2 separate regions of the Macaca mulatta genome follow, and region 2 is linked to region 1. The links are chromatin contacts, called in public Hi-C maps. All regions are on one chromosome and are shown on one strand. Each heading gives the region's core, a stretch centred on a gene start, on an enhancer-like site or on the middle of the called end of the contact. The rest is flanking DNA. Distances are from core to core; before and after follow the strand shown.

What was found. A called contact is a pair of places that touch in the nucleus more often than the background predicts.
Region 2: a Hi-C map of fetal cortex germinal zone shows a contact between it and region 1, with 2.1 times the contacts expected there. The contact joins the promoter of GNB2 here to the promoter of ZCWPW1 in region 1. A contact is called at or near these places in 2 of 14 Hi-C or Micro-C datasets (cortical neurons and fetal cortex germinal zone).

Annotation. Positions count from the first base shown.
Region 1 is chr3:47,622,696-47,630,157 of T2T-MMU8v2.0, reverse strand. It overlaps ZCWPW1 (zinc finger CW-type and PWWP domain containing 1), which reads left to right and starts at 3,034. Exons shown (of 17, transcript XM_077996331.1): 1 at 3,034-3,382; 2 at 6,710-6,816. MEPCE (methylphosphate capping enzyme) reads right to left here and starts at 2,239. Exons shown (of 4, transcript NM_001261658.1): 1 at 171-2,239. The coding sequence starts at 1,841.
Region 2 is chr3:47,879,364-47,886,825 of T2T-MMU8v2.0, reverse strand. GNB2 (G protein subunit beta 2) reads right to left here and starts at 4,229. Exons shown (of 10, transcript XM_077996420.1): 1 at 2,646-4,229; 2 at 1,786-1,931; 3 at 1,544-1,582; 4 at 1,320-1,426; 5 at 709-772; 6 at 464-626; 7 at 306-372; 8 at 1-26. The coding sequence starts at 1,842.

The DNA.
Region 1 (7,462 bases), core at 1,785-4,284:
AGACCCCACCTTTCCAGGTTATAAGAGGGGAGAGATGCCCAGCAGAGACTCTCACTTGCCAACCCAGACCTCTCTTTTGAGGAACTGGGTCATAACCTTCCCTGCCACATTCCCGTTTAATCTCATCTTCACACCTGACCCCTATTCCAAGAGCCTCTGGACCCTCTTACCGTGACGAAGACAACATTGTTGGGGAAGACTGATGTGTCCGCTCCATCCAAGGGCACTTGGGGGGCAGCGATGGGACCCCGGCTGGCAGTCAGCGAGGCTGGGAAGCAGCTCCTCTTTCGAACGGTGGTGGTCCCTTCCTCACCCTCTGCCCCCGGGTCCCCTTCCACAGTCTGGGGTGGGAGACGCAGCTCCTCGGAAAGGTAGTGTCGGATGTTCTGACGGGCAGAATGGATGAGCCGGGAATCTATATCCAAGCCCACCATGCGGGACGGGCCCCACTTGCAGGCAATGCTCAGGGTCAGATGGCCCACATTGCAGCCCAGATCTAGGACGTCCCGGCCCCGAAACCACTCAGGCTTCAACACCCGAAGGCGCCCATCCTCACAGGAAGGATTGCGGTACCCATAGTATTTGCAGTAATTCCCATACTGGAACTTGCGCTGTTGCTTTTTGAAGCCTGCTGCAGGCAGTGGGTGGTGGTGGTGGTGACGGCCTCCCCAACTCCCTCGGCCCTTTTCCTTGGAACCCTGGCCTCCACCCCTAGCCCCTGCCTCCGACTTGCTGGAAGTCCTGCGACGTTTGCGATGTCGGGAGGAGGAAGATGGGGGTGCAGAGGTAACTGAGGCAGCTGGAGGGGCTGATAGGGAGCCTGAGGGACCCTGTAGAGCAGATGGAAGCGGAGACACCACTTCATCCCTGCAGTTGATGGCTGTGTTGAGTTCATAGGGTTGGGGGGCATCCCGGTTCTGGCCTCTGTGCCGCGGCTGCTGTGAGGCGCCCTCCCCGTGGAGTGAGGGGGTGAGAGGGGCTGTGGGCAGCACGGGGTGGCTCTCACTCCCTCCGGCTGCCTGCTGCTGCTGGTGGTGCTGTCCCCGGTGTCTATGCCGCTTCCGACCAGTCTTGAGTGGCGAAGCAAGAACTACATGGCCCTCATCAGTGCAAGTATTGAGACTGAGCGGGTCAGTAATATCTTTGGGGATGAGGATCTCCACTGGATCTCGCCCTTTGGCCGGAAGGGGGGATGACTTAGGGGTCTCTGCGTTGAGGGCGCGGCTCACTTCCTCATCCAGGAGGCTATTCAGGTTCAGGGGATCAAAGATATTGCCCCCCAGGAGGAAGTTGGAGGGTAACACAGAGTCACAGTCCGAATTCACCCGCCTGCGCCTCTTGAAGGCCGGATGTTTAAAGCCTCCCCCACCTCCCCCTACATTACAGCTATTTCTCCTCTTGCCCCCGCCCCCCCCAGGTGGCCGGTGGGGCTGATAGCCATTGCGGGGTCGAGGAGGAGCAGGGGGACCCAGCTCTGTCCCGCCCCCTCCCCGGCGCTCCTCCCCCACGTCCGGGGGAGCGGCTCGCCCCGGGGGATCCGACAGGCGGGCCTCCCCGTGCGACTGCGCCTGGGGGCCGCCTCCTCGGTGCTGCTGCGCCTGGGGACCACCGGGGGGGGTGGCCGCGGCCCCGGGGCTCTCTCGACCGACCCCAGCGGCCGGGGACCCCGCAGACGGCGCGCAAGGACCCGGACCACGCTCCGTCCCGCCGCAGAGCTCCCCAGAGGCGGCCTCTTGGTGCGGTGGCACAGTGGGGCCGCCCCCTCCGCCCGACTCATCTTTGAGCGGCGGCGGCGGGGCCGGCACCAGAAACGGCTCCTTCTCCGCCGCCATCTCGATCATTTCCTCCCCTTATTCCGTCCCAGTCGGGGTAACGAGGGGGATCAGGGGGCTTAACCCCCCCTGCCTGGACCCTGCTCCCTTCCCCCCCTTTCCCGAGTGCGCGCGCAGCTCTGCTCTTCTCGCCTAGTCTCGCGCCCAAGCGCCTCCCCGCGAAGTGCGCCCCACTCGCCCGCGAGACCAAAACAAGATGCCCGCGACACCCGAACTACTCGAGCACTCAACCGCGCGTGCGCCGACCCCTTTCTCCTCCGCCACTACCACCCCGCCGCGAGCGCGCACGGCAAGCGCGCGTTCCCTTCGCCCCGGAACCACGCATGCGCACTCCGCCACCACCCTGGTTGCGCGCGCATCGGAGTACGAACCAACTTAACGGCTCTGGGAGTTTAAATATAACCCCCCACACAGCCCCCGCAAAAGCCCACCACCCCAAACTGACACCCTACTTCCCTGCGCAGCTAGGTCCGGCCCTACTGATCTCCTTTGTCTCTGCCGCGCGATCCCACCCACCGTAGGCGGGGGACGGGACCTGGTGTGAAAAGGTCTCCTTGACACCCGACCCTTGTTCCTGAGGAATGAGTCTCAGCGGTCTCCACCCGGCTCTAAATCCAACAACCTCCCCACCCCGCCTCCTTCCTCCCCCTAGTGGGCAGCGCCTGCGCACACCCTTTTGGGCTTGCGCGGGTACAGGCAGCACGTGCTGGAGGTGGCGCCCCGCCTCCCGTCTTAGGGGTAGGGCCTGTGACGTCGCTTCCTTAAGTTTGGTAAACGCAGCGTGCGTCAGCGCGATCCGGAGGGGCAGGGCTTCCCGACGAAGGGCGGTGCTCATGAATTATTCATGAGCTGTTGGTAGCACACCTCCCCCCTCTGCCCATCTTCTTAGAAGCGCTTCCGAAGGAGCAGAGAGACCCTACAAAGCCGAGGAAGGGCAGGAGTGGAACTGGGCTCAGTAAAACGCGATAGGTCATTATAACTCACCCCCCTCGAAAATATTCTCTGCTGAATTGGGGAAAAAGAAAAAGCACTAAAACAGCCGGTGTTGTCCAACTTCCTCTTCCCCCGAAACGGCTGAGTCGTTCTCTGGTTCCTCTGCCTTCCCCCAATCGCAATCACCTGGAGACGCCACACCACGCCTTCCTCTCCGCCTCCACACCCACGGCCCGGACCCCAACGCCTCCGCCCATTCCCGACGCCCGCTCACTGGCCCGTCAGCTCACGGGCCTCCCCAAACGCCCGCCGCGGCGCCGCGCCGACTTATATACCAGAGAGTGTGGGCGGGGACGGGGGTTCGGTCCGCGCTGGGCCCCCCCCCCCGCTTCGGCCAATGAGGAAGAAGCGAATCTACGGCGTTTTCCCGGGGAGATTCGCAGCCCGGTCTTCCTGCCAGCGGAGTGCTGGGCCGAGGAGCGGGTGACAGGGGTGACAGTGGGGTCCCGGAAAGTCTCAAATAAAATCCTAAAGTGAGGGCGTGAAGGAGACCAGCAGGAAGAGGAGGAATCAGGGAACGGAAAGAGGGAGGAAAAGGCAATCTGAAACAGAGAAAAGTTAGTAAGATGTGCTTCAAGAACAATCAGGCGCTGCGGCCGCCGCCTAAAAATATGTGACACCAAAGAGGATTCTGGGATTTGTAGTTTTCCCGGGACGTTCGGGTGAAAGATGGCGGAATTACCTCAGCCGCGGAAACGCAGACGCTGTTTCCAGTTGCGCATGCGCCTCAGACTCCGCGAGCGCGCCTCCCGGGGGTGGAGCTAGCGCGCCCGACGTCCTCGTGCCTTTTCTTGGTGGCGGGAAACCTGGGTTGAGGTGTGAGAGGCTTGCGGAGTCGCTGCGCCAGCTGGTTTTGCACCTCGCCTTTAGGTCCTCCTTGCTCCTGAAGGTAGCCGGCTAGTTTCTGGTTGTAGGTGAAGGTGCTAGGCGCCGCCAGTCCTGGCACCCGTTGCCTGAGGAGAAACTTTCTCAGGGCGACAACCAGCTCTTGGCCCTTTTTCCTCAGAATCTGTCGTCCCCAAGAAACAGACAAAAACAGCCCAGTCTCCTGACGGGCACTGACAATATGAGTGAGAATGAGGATCACGGTGCCTTGGCGGGAGTGGGAGTGGAGGGGAGATTCCCTCATGGTGGGAGGAAGGAAGGGAAGGAACGGGAAAGAGAGAGGGGGACGCCACCGTTTTCGGGGAGAGGCGAGGACGTGTGGCTCAGGGACACCTCCGAACTGAACCCCTATCCCTGAGAGAGAATAAGGGGTGAGGGAAGAGAGAGGAAAATGGGAGCACCCCCCAAATGGGAAGAACTTCTCCCCAAAACTTCTTCCCTTTGGATTGCAAGGTGCATTTGGGATTGGGGCTTTTTAAAAATTATCTTTTATTTTTTATTATTTTTTAAAAGACAGTCTTGCTCTGTCGCCCGGGCTGGAGTGCAGTGGCGCAATCTCCGCTCACTACAACCTCCGCCTCCCGGGTTCAAGCGATTCTCCTGCCTCAGCCTCCTGAGGAGCTGGGGTTACAGGCGCCCACCACCACGCCCAGCTAATTTTGTATTTTTAGTAGAGATGGAGTGTCTCCATGTTGGCCAGGCTGGTCTCGAACTCCTGACCTCAGGTGACCTCTTGGCCTCGCAAAATTCTGGGATTATAGGCACGCCCCACCGTGCCCGGCTAATTTTTCCGTATTTTTAGTAGAGACGGGGTTTCACGTATTGGCCAGGCTGGTCTTGAACTCCTGACTTCAGGTGATCCACCTGCCTCTTCTTTCTTGTTAAACGTTTTAAATCAGGCTTGCTGAGCTTGTGCACAAACGTGAAGGAAGCAAGCAAGGGAGGGAAGGGGGAGGAAGGAAGGAGGGAGAAAGGGGGCAGGGAGGGAGGAGGGGGAGAGAGGAGGGGGTGAATAGAGGAAGGGAAAAAGGGGAGGGGCGAGGGAGGAGGGGGTGAAGAGAGGAAGCGAAAAGGGAGGGAGGGAGGAGGGAGAGGAAGGATGGAGGAGGAGAGGTGGGGAAGGGAGGAGGGGGAGGGAGGGGGTAGGAAGGAGAGGGGGAGGAAAGAGGGAAGGGGGAGGGGGAGGAAAGAGGGAAGTGGGAAGGAGGAGGGGGAGAAAGGAGAGGGGGAGGAAGAGAGGGAAGGAGGGAGGGAGGAAGAGGAGGGAGGAAAGGAGGAGGAAGGGAGGGAAGAGGGAAGGAGGAAGGGAGGGAAGAGGGAGAGGAGGGAAGGAGGAAGGGAGGGAAGAGGGAGAGGAGGGAAGGAGGAAGGAGAGGGAGAGAGGAAGGGAGGAGGACAAGGAAGGAAGGAGAGGGAGGGAGAGAGGGAAGCGGGAGGGGGAGGGAGAGAGGAAGGGATGGAGGGACAAAGGGAGACAGGAGGGAAGAAGGAAGAGAGGGAGGGAAGAGGGAGGAAGGGAAAAAGGAAAGAAGGGAGGAAACTGCTATTAGTTAATTGATGCATGAAAATAAGCAGGAGTCCACATACTGTTATTAATGCAAAAAGGAAGATCAGACTCTGGCTTAAGAAAGATTTGAAATATACTTTTTTTTTTTTTTTTTGAGATGGAGTCTCGCTCATTTTGCCCAGGCTGGAGTGCAATAGCACGATCTTGGCTCACTGCGGCCTCCACTTCCTGGGTTCAAGTGATTCTCCTGCTTCAGCCTGCCAATTAGCTGAGATTACAGGCGCCTGCCACCACGCCCGGCTAATTTTTGTGTTTTAGTGGAGACGGGGCTTCACCATGTTGGTCAGGCTGGTCTTGAACTCCTGACCTCAGGTGATTCGACCACCTTGGCTTCCCAAAGTGCTGGAATTACAGGCGTGAGCCACTGCGCCTGGCTGAAATATACTCTTTACCGCTTTTTTGAGACTCAGGGAGTCTGGATTAGATGACAATGCTGAAGGGTTTACTTCTCTTAGACCAAGGATTTGAGGAACAAGGTAAAGAAGGGAATGATTGGATGGTTAGGAGGAGGAAGTGTGGGAACACATTCTGAATGGTGTGTGGGGAGAGAGAATTACTGTTTATTTTTTAAAAATTGGCAAGACTGACAAGTTATTTCACTAGGTCAGTTCTCAAACTTTTTGGTCTGAGAACCCTTTTATACTCTTAAATTATGGAGGACTCCAAAGAGCTTTTATTTGGTTTGTATCTGTTGATATAAACATATTAGAAATTAGAATTGAGAAACATTTAAAGTTTGATTAGAAATAATAATATGTTAACCTAAACAGGTTTTTATGAAAAATACATTTTCCTAAACAAAAGAAAATTTAGCATGAAGAATGGTGGTGTTTTACATTTTTGCAAATCTCTTTCATGTCTGGCTTAATAGAAAACAACTGGGTTCTCATCAGTTTCTGCATTCAGTCTGTTGGGATATCTTGTTTTTGTAAAAGTACATGAGAAAATCAAGCTTAATACAGATAGGTAGTTGGAAAAGGGAGAGGACCCCCTAGGATTCTGGGACCATACTTGGAACTGCTGAGTTAGATGATTTCATCTCAAAATTTATGTGATGATTTTTAATGTTCTAAGTGAAATAAAACTGTTTTGAGATCCTCATTCACTTTCCCTTGGTTTCCTTTATTATTCCTAAGTTCTTTTTCCCTCCTTTTTTACCCTCATTTCGTATGTTGAGTGATGGGAATATGGTTTCTGGAACTGTACTGGTTCCTTTACATTCTTATTTAAAGCCTTTGCCCCTCTTATTAAAGCCTTCCCCCCAACCCCACATCCTGCCCCTCTTCATCTAAGGTAAGAAAAGAGAAATTAAAACCTCAAATTTTATTCCCGAGTCTACAGCCCCTAGTCATTTAGTAGCTGTACAGAAGAAAGTTAGTGGTATTTTATATATTTATTAACTGTCTATTTTTTTTTCCTCTCTCTGAACCAGCTTTCAGTATTTGTTATTGTGAAAGAAGTTAATTCACCTGAAACGGAGGAGGGGCAACCTGAGTTATCAGAAAGTGACTTCCTGGCCTTCCCTTCTTTATTGATCAGGTTAGAGCTTTTGTTTGAAAGCAGTGTTCATCACATGCACAGATTATACATATTATGTGATACTATACTATACATCACTGTTTACAGATTTATTACATCTTACTAGCTCAACAGTGAACCACAATTCTATCTAGTTGGTTGGGGCTCCAGAAACATACTTTAGCCTAGGAAGATCTTTACAGGTTTAGATAAAGATTTGAACCTAAATACTGGAAATGTTTTGTATTTTTAGATTAGTCAAAATACTCTCTTTTAATTTTACTTAAAGAATTTAGGCTGGGCACTGTGCCTCACGCCTATAATCCCAGCATTTTGGGAGGCCAAGGCAGGCAGATCACGAGGTCAGGAGATTGAGACCATCCTGGCCAACATGGTGAAACCCCGTCTCTACTAAAAATACAAAAATTAGCTGGGGGTGGTGGCGCACTCCTGTAATCCCAGCTACTCAGGAGGCTGAGGCAGGAGAGTCACTTGAACCCAGGAGGTAGAGGTTTAAGTGAGCGAAGATCGTGCCACTGCACTCCAGCCTGGCGACAGAGCAAGACTTGTCTTTCGGAAAAAAAAAAAAAAAAATTAAAATATTTTTTGAAGTGGTAACATTTGTGTGTTTTAAAATGCCAAAGATATACGAGGGAGTATACCAAAA
Region 2 (7,462 bases), core at 2,980-5,479, 260 kb before region 1:
GGCCTGTCTCAATGTCCCACAGGGCACTGGAGAGGTGACAGGAAGAAGGAAAAGATAAGAGACGGGGCAAAGAACAGAGTCCCTGCCCTCCCCTCCCCACCACGTGAGCCCAACCCTGTGAAAGGGTTCAGGGAGGTTCTTGTCAGAGCCTTAGGTGGGAAAGGGATGCATCCCTCCCTGACCCCCTTAGTGCCCACCAGGAGAGAGAGACTACAGTGCACGCTGCGTGCTGAGCACTGGGACAGTGGCCCCTGAGGCAGGAAGTGTGAGTTCGCCCAGACTGTTCAGCCCTGGCAGAGCCTCACCAGGTGGTATCCCCAGAGCTGGTGATGATTTGGTTGTCATCCAGGAAGCGGCAGCACGACAGGTACCCTGGGGAAGGAGCTGGTCAGCCAGGTCTCCACACGGAGGGCAGTGCACCTCCCGACCCCAAAAAGGGTGCTAGCCGGGCCAGGCCCCTCACCAGTGTGGCCAGGCAGCTCCCGGCTGACCCTGACGTTGCCCTCGCGGGTCTTGAGGCTGTAGATGGAGCAGATGTTGTCCAGCCCCCCACAGGCCACAAAGTTCCCTGAGGGCGCATAGGCACAGGTCATGACCCAGGAGGAGCGCAGCGGGATGGCGTGAACCTGTGGAGCAGAGGCAGCGCCAGGGTCAGAGCCAGTCAGGGCCCTGTGACCCTGCCCCACCCCCCAGCCCGCACCACCCTACCTTGTTGGTGGTGTAGCTGTCCCAGATGATGAGCTTCCCATCCTGGGAGGCGCTGACCAGCAGCCTGGTGGGGAATGGTGCAGGGAGAGCAGAAGGATGCCATGAAAGCAAGACACACCCCCTTCCCATTGGGTAGGAGAAGGTAGGGTCTCTGTTGTCCAGGCTGGAGTGCAGTGGCACCATCACAGCTCACTGCAGCCTGGAATTCCTAGGCTCAAGTGATCCTCCCATCTCAGCTTCCCCCACATAGCTGGGACTACAAGGCGAGCACCACCACACCCGGCTCATTTTTCAATTTTTAGTAGAGACAGGGTCTCACTATGTTGCCCAGGCTGGTCTCAAAACTCCTGAGCTCAAGTGATCCTGCCCTGGCCTCCCCACATGCTGGGATTACAGGTATGAGCCACCTGAGAGACAGTCTCCAGCTGCAGCCCACAAGTTCTCACCAGCATGGTCCTGCCTGTCCAGGTCTGGCGGGCATGTCTGGGAGTCACCTTATTTCCAGACATACTCTGGGTATTCTGGTGGCCTACTCACCCCACCAGATCGGAGGCTGCTCCCACAGCCTGCTAGAAAGTCGGCCCACAGCGCCAGCCCACACACACACACACCTTGAGTCGGTCCCCCAGTGCATGGCATAGATCTTTGCCAGGTGCCCACGGAGGGTCCTCCGGGTCCTCATCTGGATTCTCCCCACTGGGTCCAGCCCAGCTGTGATCTGGAGGTAGAGACAGAATGGGCTCAGGGAGGCCCAGGTAGCAGGACTGCAGTGAGCAGCGGCCTCCGATCCTTGCCCTCCAACCCCAGTCACCTCCTGACCACCAAGTGCCCTCACCTGGGTCAGTGTTGAGTCCCCACATGCTTTTCGGGCATCCTATAGGGAATGGCAGAGCCAAAGAGATGCAAGAGACGGTAGGATGGGTAGGAGAGGGCGAGAAGACAGGAGTGGACAAAATCAGATTCTGAGCCACTAAGGAGCCCTCCCTCCCCCTTCCCCCACCAACACCCTCACCCAGCCCGGTCCAGGGCACCGGGAGGTGTACACACCTCCCGGCCCATACCGCACCAGGCCCTCACCCGGATCTGGTTCCGGAGCTGCTCGGCCTCCTGTCTCAGTTGCTCCAGCTCACTCATGGCGCCGGGCCCGTGGGGCGGGGTTGGGGGCGGCTGGGGGCCGCGGGACGGGGGCTGGGGGAGGCAGCTCCTGGCCGCTGGCCCGAGGCCTGGGGGATGCAGGGCTGACGTCAGGCCCGAGGCCGCCGGGGAAGTGGGGGGAAAGGCGGGGTTGCAGCACGGCCCGGAAGGGGTAAGCAAGGGGAGGGGGGAGGGGCGGCGGCACAACCAGGGTCTCCGGCAACCGAGACGTCGCCGAGTAAGAGCCGACTTCCCCAATCTTCCTCCCGCCCCCCGGAAACGGAGCGGGAAGTGCAAGAGGAAGCGCAGGGGAAACCCCTCCCTCGGACACAGCCCGGGCGGGACACCCGCGGCAGGAACTGGGGGGGGGGGGTGTCCCTTCGAAAACAGACCTGGCGTCTGCCCCAGCCCGCACCGGCACCGCCCCCCAAGCACCTAATTTTAAAAGGGGAGGTGCCTCTTGAAATTCACCCCACAAGGCGCACACCCTCCACACACACCCCCAGCTTCGACGGTGGCGGGTGGGGGGGAGCGACCAGAGGGGGAAGCTAGGCTGTTCGTGGGGTTGCCTAGGCAACCGTCACCCGGACCGAGAGCACCTCATTGGTGAAATGCCCCCACCCTAGCCCCGTTGCCAAGGCAACCGCATCCACGGCTGAGACCTGTAGGGTGGGTGACCCCACCCCCGGCCCCATCGCCCCCGCCCGACCCAGGCTCCCGCCCCTCCCCAGAACCGGCCCGGGTGGCTGTTTACAGGATTTGGGAAAAGCCGATTGGGAGCTAATAGGTTCTGGACAGCTCACCCCGGATAATCCCTGCTCCGGCTGCGCCCCATTAGCCGTCCGCCGCGGGTGGGGGTGACAACGGCGGGGAAGGCAGCCCCGAGCCGCTGCTCCCTCCAGCGCAGAGACCGCCCGCCCCGCCGCGCCCGCAGAAAGCCCGTGGGAGCCGCTCTCGAGTAATTACGGCTCCGCAACGAGGTCCCCGGCCCCGAGGCGCGGAGCTGCTCTCTCCCAGGCGCGGGCGGGAGGCCCCAGGCGGCCTGGCCCCGGCGCCCTGGACACCTGGGGGGCCCAGCCAGCGGGCTCGCGCCCGGGCCCCAGAGGCTTGGCTGGCTCCGCTCCGGGCGCCTGAGTCCTTCCCCACCCGCGGGACACCTGTGCGATCCGGCCGTACACACTGCACTCGGCCGACCCAGGCGTCCCCCACCCAGCTCCCACTTCCCCCAGGCACAGGGCGTTCCTATTCCCCACTGACATTTCCCCTCCTTGTAAGTTCAGCTTTCTACGCCAGTGCCAGGGGGTGACCCTCAAAATCGGGGTGTGGGGGGCGCAGGCAGAACTCCTTACTTCACCCAACCCCCAGGCCCGCACAAAGCCTCTTCCAGCTACTAGCAGCCCAGGCCTGGCGGCACCACCGGAGGCCCAGGGCAGAAGGAAGCAGGGCTGGAGAAAGAAACTGGGGGCGGGGGCGACGCTCTCAGCCCTCGGTCCCCATCACCCCGCAGGGCCCTCAGCAGCCCCCAGATTCCAGGGATATAGCAGCCAGGGTCCCATAGAGAAATGGGGGTGCCACCGCCTCCGCAGGTCTGGCGGGGCCCAGGAGAGGTGACGGGAGGGTCCCTGGATCTCGCAGCTGGAAGGCGCGGGCTGGTGCGGCGCTGCGAAGCGCAGTGGGCCTGGCCCTCCAGCCCCCACGACCTCCATTTTGCCCAAAAGAAAGCTGGGCGGGGGGCGGGTGCCTGGGAGCTGGGCTTCGGGTGGGGATCTGTAAAGGGAATAGGGCGCCGAGGGCTCCGGTTTCGGGGAGTGGGGCCAGAAACCACGAGCAGAACCCAAATCGGGGGTAGGGTGGAGACTAAAGGAAGGGTGGCGCGCGGCCTTGCCTGCTTCTCCCCGATTTTGGGGTTGTGCAAGGCGAGGGCCGGCAGGGGTGCGACAGTGGAGGACACGAGGGGTGCTCCCCAGGGGCAGGCGGGAGGGTGGCGGTGGGGAAAGGGGGCGGGGCGGGGCCTAGAGGAAGCCCCGAATTTAGCCCCCCAACTTCCAAGGGAGCAAGAGGCAGTCGGGGCTGGGCTGGGGTCTGGGGTCGGGCAAAAACTTCGCTGATGGTGCGGGGAAGTGCACACACCGTGGGGGGCGAGGGTCCCCCCCAGTTCCCCTTCCGGGTTTGGGAGCGACGGGGCCAGATAGGAAGGGAGGGGAGGTCTGGGGAGTTACGTCCGCTCCCAGGAGGCCAGCCCGGGGAGACCGAAGGAAGAGAGGTTCCCCTGCGGGAAATTGGGGCTGGGGGGCGCGAGGACTCCTTTTGCCAGCGGAGGTACCTGTGGCGGTGGGACTCTGCGGCGGGGTCGCTGGCGGCGCGCGGGCGGCGCTGTCTTCCTCCGCGGCGGAGGCGGCGGCGGCGCGGATGGATTTCCTCAGTGGCCCCAACCCCACCGCCAGCGCTGCCTCCCCAGAGCGGAGGGATCCCGCCCGCCAGTGACGCGGCTGCCGCCGCCGCGCCCAAGACCCGGCTGGGCGAGACCAACGCCTCGCACTTGGGGGAAGCCAGGAGACAAAACCCCACCGAGGGGGCAAAGACGGTCCCAGTGGCTCCCAAGGATCTCACCCTCACGCTATGTGGACGCAAACCGTACTCAAAGGGTTTGCTTCCCGGAAAGGAGTAAGACATCCCCCCTCTGGGACTGGAGGAGGTGGTACTGGCACATGAGGAGGGTGAGACCGCTTGCGGGTCACGTGATCGGTCTCCCGCCCCGCCTTGATTGGGTGGCTCTAGACTGGGAAGGGGAGTTCGACGCCCCATTTCCCGGTTGGGCCACGCCCCGGCCCTGTGGAGGCCACGCCCCCTCATCAGGGGGCGGAGCTAAAGAGAGCTGGACGGGGCCCGCCTTGAGGCGGCTGGAAGAAGAAGCGCGATTCCGAGAAAGTCCCCGAGCGTGAGTGGGTACGGGCTGATGCGGGCGCCCCGGGAATGCCATGAGAAGGGTCGTGCCCAGGCATTTCCTCAGCCTCGCCCACTGGGCTTTTGTAGACCCCCTTTCAGGGCTTGCCACTGTAATAACAACTCATATTTATTGAGTTCCACACTTTTTTTTTGAGACGGAGTCTGTCTCCCAGGCTGGAGTGCGATCTCTACTCACTACAACCTCCGCCTTCTGGGTTCAAGCGATTCTTCTGCCTCAGCCTCCCAAGTAGCTGGGTCTACAGGCGCCCGCCACCACACCCGGCTAATTTTTTGTATTTTTAGTAGAGACGGGGTTTCACCGTGTTATCCAGGATGGTCTCCATCTCCTGACGTCGTGATCCGTCTGTCTCGGCCTCCCAAAGTGCTGGGATTACAGGCGTGAGCCACCGCGCCTGGCCCCACACTTATTTTTTAATTGGAGTACAGTAACGTGATGGTAGGTCACTGCCACCTCCATCTCCTGGGCTCAAGTGATCTTCCTGCCTCAGCTTCCCTGGTACCTGGGACCACAGGCATGCCCCAGCCACCATGCCCGGCTAATTTTTAAATTTTTGGTAGAGGTGGGGTCTCCCTATGCTGCCCAGGCTGACATATGTTAAGTCTCACAATTCTGGGAAATTAAGTGCTAACATTCTCTCCATTTTCTTTCTTTCTTTCTTTTTTTTTTTTTTTTTTTTTTTGGTGAGACGGAGATTTACTCTTGTTGCCCAGGCTGGAGTGCATGACACGATCTCGGCTCGCTGCATCCTCCGCCTCCCAGATTCAAGCGATTCTCCTGCCTCAGCCTCCCGAGTAGCTGGGATTACAGGCATGTGCCACCACGCCTGGCTAATTTTGTATTTTTAATAGAGACGGGGTTTCACCGTATTGTCCAGGCTGATCTCGAACTCCTGACCTCAGGTGATCCGTCCGCCTCTGCTTCCCAAAGTGCTGGGATTACAGGCGTGAGTCACTGCGCCCAGCCTGTTTTTTTTTTTTTTTTTTTTTTTGGAGACAGGGTCTCACTCTATCGCCCAGGCTGCAGTGCAGTGGCATGATCTAGGCTCACTGCAACCTCTGCCTCCTGGGTTCAGGCAATTCTCTTGCCTCAGCCTCTGGAGTAGCTGGGATTACGGTGCCCGCCACCCTGCCCAGCTATTTTTTTTTTTTTTTTTTTTTTTTTTGTATTTTTAGTAGAGACGAGGTTTCACCATGTCGGCCAGGCTGCTCTCAAACTCCTGACCTCAGGTGATGTGCCCGCCTCAGCCTCCCAAAATGCTGAGATTACAAGCGTGAGCTACAGCACCCAGCCTTCTCCCCATCTTCTAGTAGTGGAAAGAGACCTGAGGCTGCAGAGTTTAGGTATGAACCCAGGCAGCCAAAACTTTACATTCCAGTATATCTGTACGAGCCTCTAGATGAACCCCCTCCTCCAGGGACTTTGTCTGTAAAGGGACAAGAATGTAGGTCTAGGCCTCAGTTTCCACATCTGTTAAATGGGGGTACTGACAGCATTTTCCCTGCAAGTCTCGGATTCTTACTGAGAACCCGATTGATTGTGGAACTGCTTTGGGAAGTTCAAGGCAATGAATAGCCTTCACTGAGTCCTTGTAATTTGAAAGTATAAAAACACGCAGCCATAAGAAAGAACAAGATGAGGCTCACACCTGTAATCCTAACACTGTGAGAGGCCAAGGTGGGCAGATCACTTGAGGTCAGGAGTTTGAGACGAGCCTGGCCAATATGGTGAAACCTTGTCTCTACTAAAAATACAAACATTAGCCGGGTGTGGTGGCACGGGCCTGTAATCTCAGCTACTGGGGGAGGCTGAGGCAGGAGAATTGCTTGAACACGGGAGGTGGAGGTTGTAGTGAGCCAAAATCACACCACTCACTGCACTCCAGCCTGGGCAACAGAGCAAGACTTTGACTCAAGAAAAAAAAGAAGAAAGAAAGATGAAAGGAGAAAAGAAAGTAAAAGAAAGAAAAGAAAAGGAAGGAAGGAAGGGAAGGAAAGCAAAAAAGAAAAGAAAGAGTAAAAAGAAGAAATCATGTCCTTTGCAGCAACATGGATGCAGAAAAGAAAGAAAGAAAGAGAGAGAGGGAGGGAAAGGAAAGGAAGGAAGGAAGAGAAAGAAAGAAAAGAAAGAGAGAAAGAAAAAGACGAGAGGGAAGGGAAGGAAGGAAGGAAGGAAGAGAAAGAAAGAAAAGAAAGAGAGAAAGAAAAAGACGAGAGGGAAGGGAAGGAAGGAAGCAAGACGGGAGGGAAGGGAAGAAAGGGAAGGAAGGAAGAAAGAAGTAAAGAAAGAAAAGGGGCGGAGGGAGGGAAGGGAGGGGGAGGGAGGGGACGGGAGGGGACGAGAGGGGAGGCGAGGTAAAAGAAAAGAAAAAAAAGAAGAAATCATGTCCTTTGCAGCAACATGGATGCAGCTAGAGGCTTTTATCCTAAGTGGATTAATGCAGGAACAGAAAACCAAATACTGCATGTTCTCACTTATAAGTAGGAGCTAAACATTGGGTACTTATGAACATAAAGATGGGAACAGTAGACACGGGGGATTACTAGAGGCGGGAAGGGTTGAAAAACTACCTATTGGGTACTGTACCCTGGGTGATGGGATCAATTGTACCCCAAACTTCAGCATCATGAGATACAACCATGTACATGGGTACAT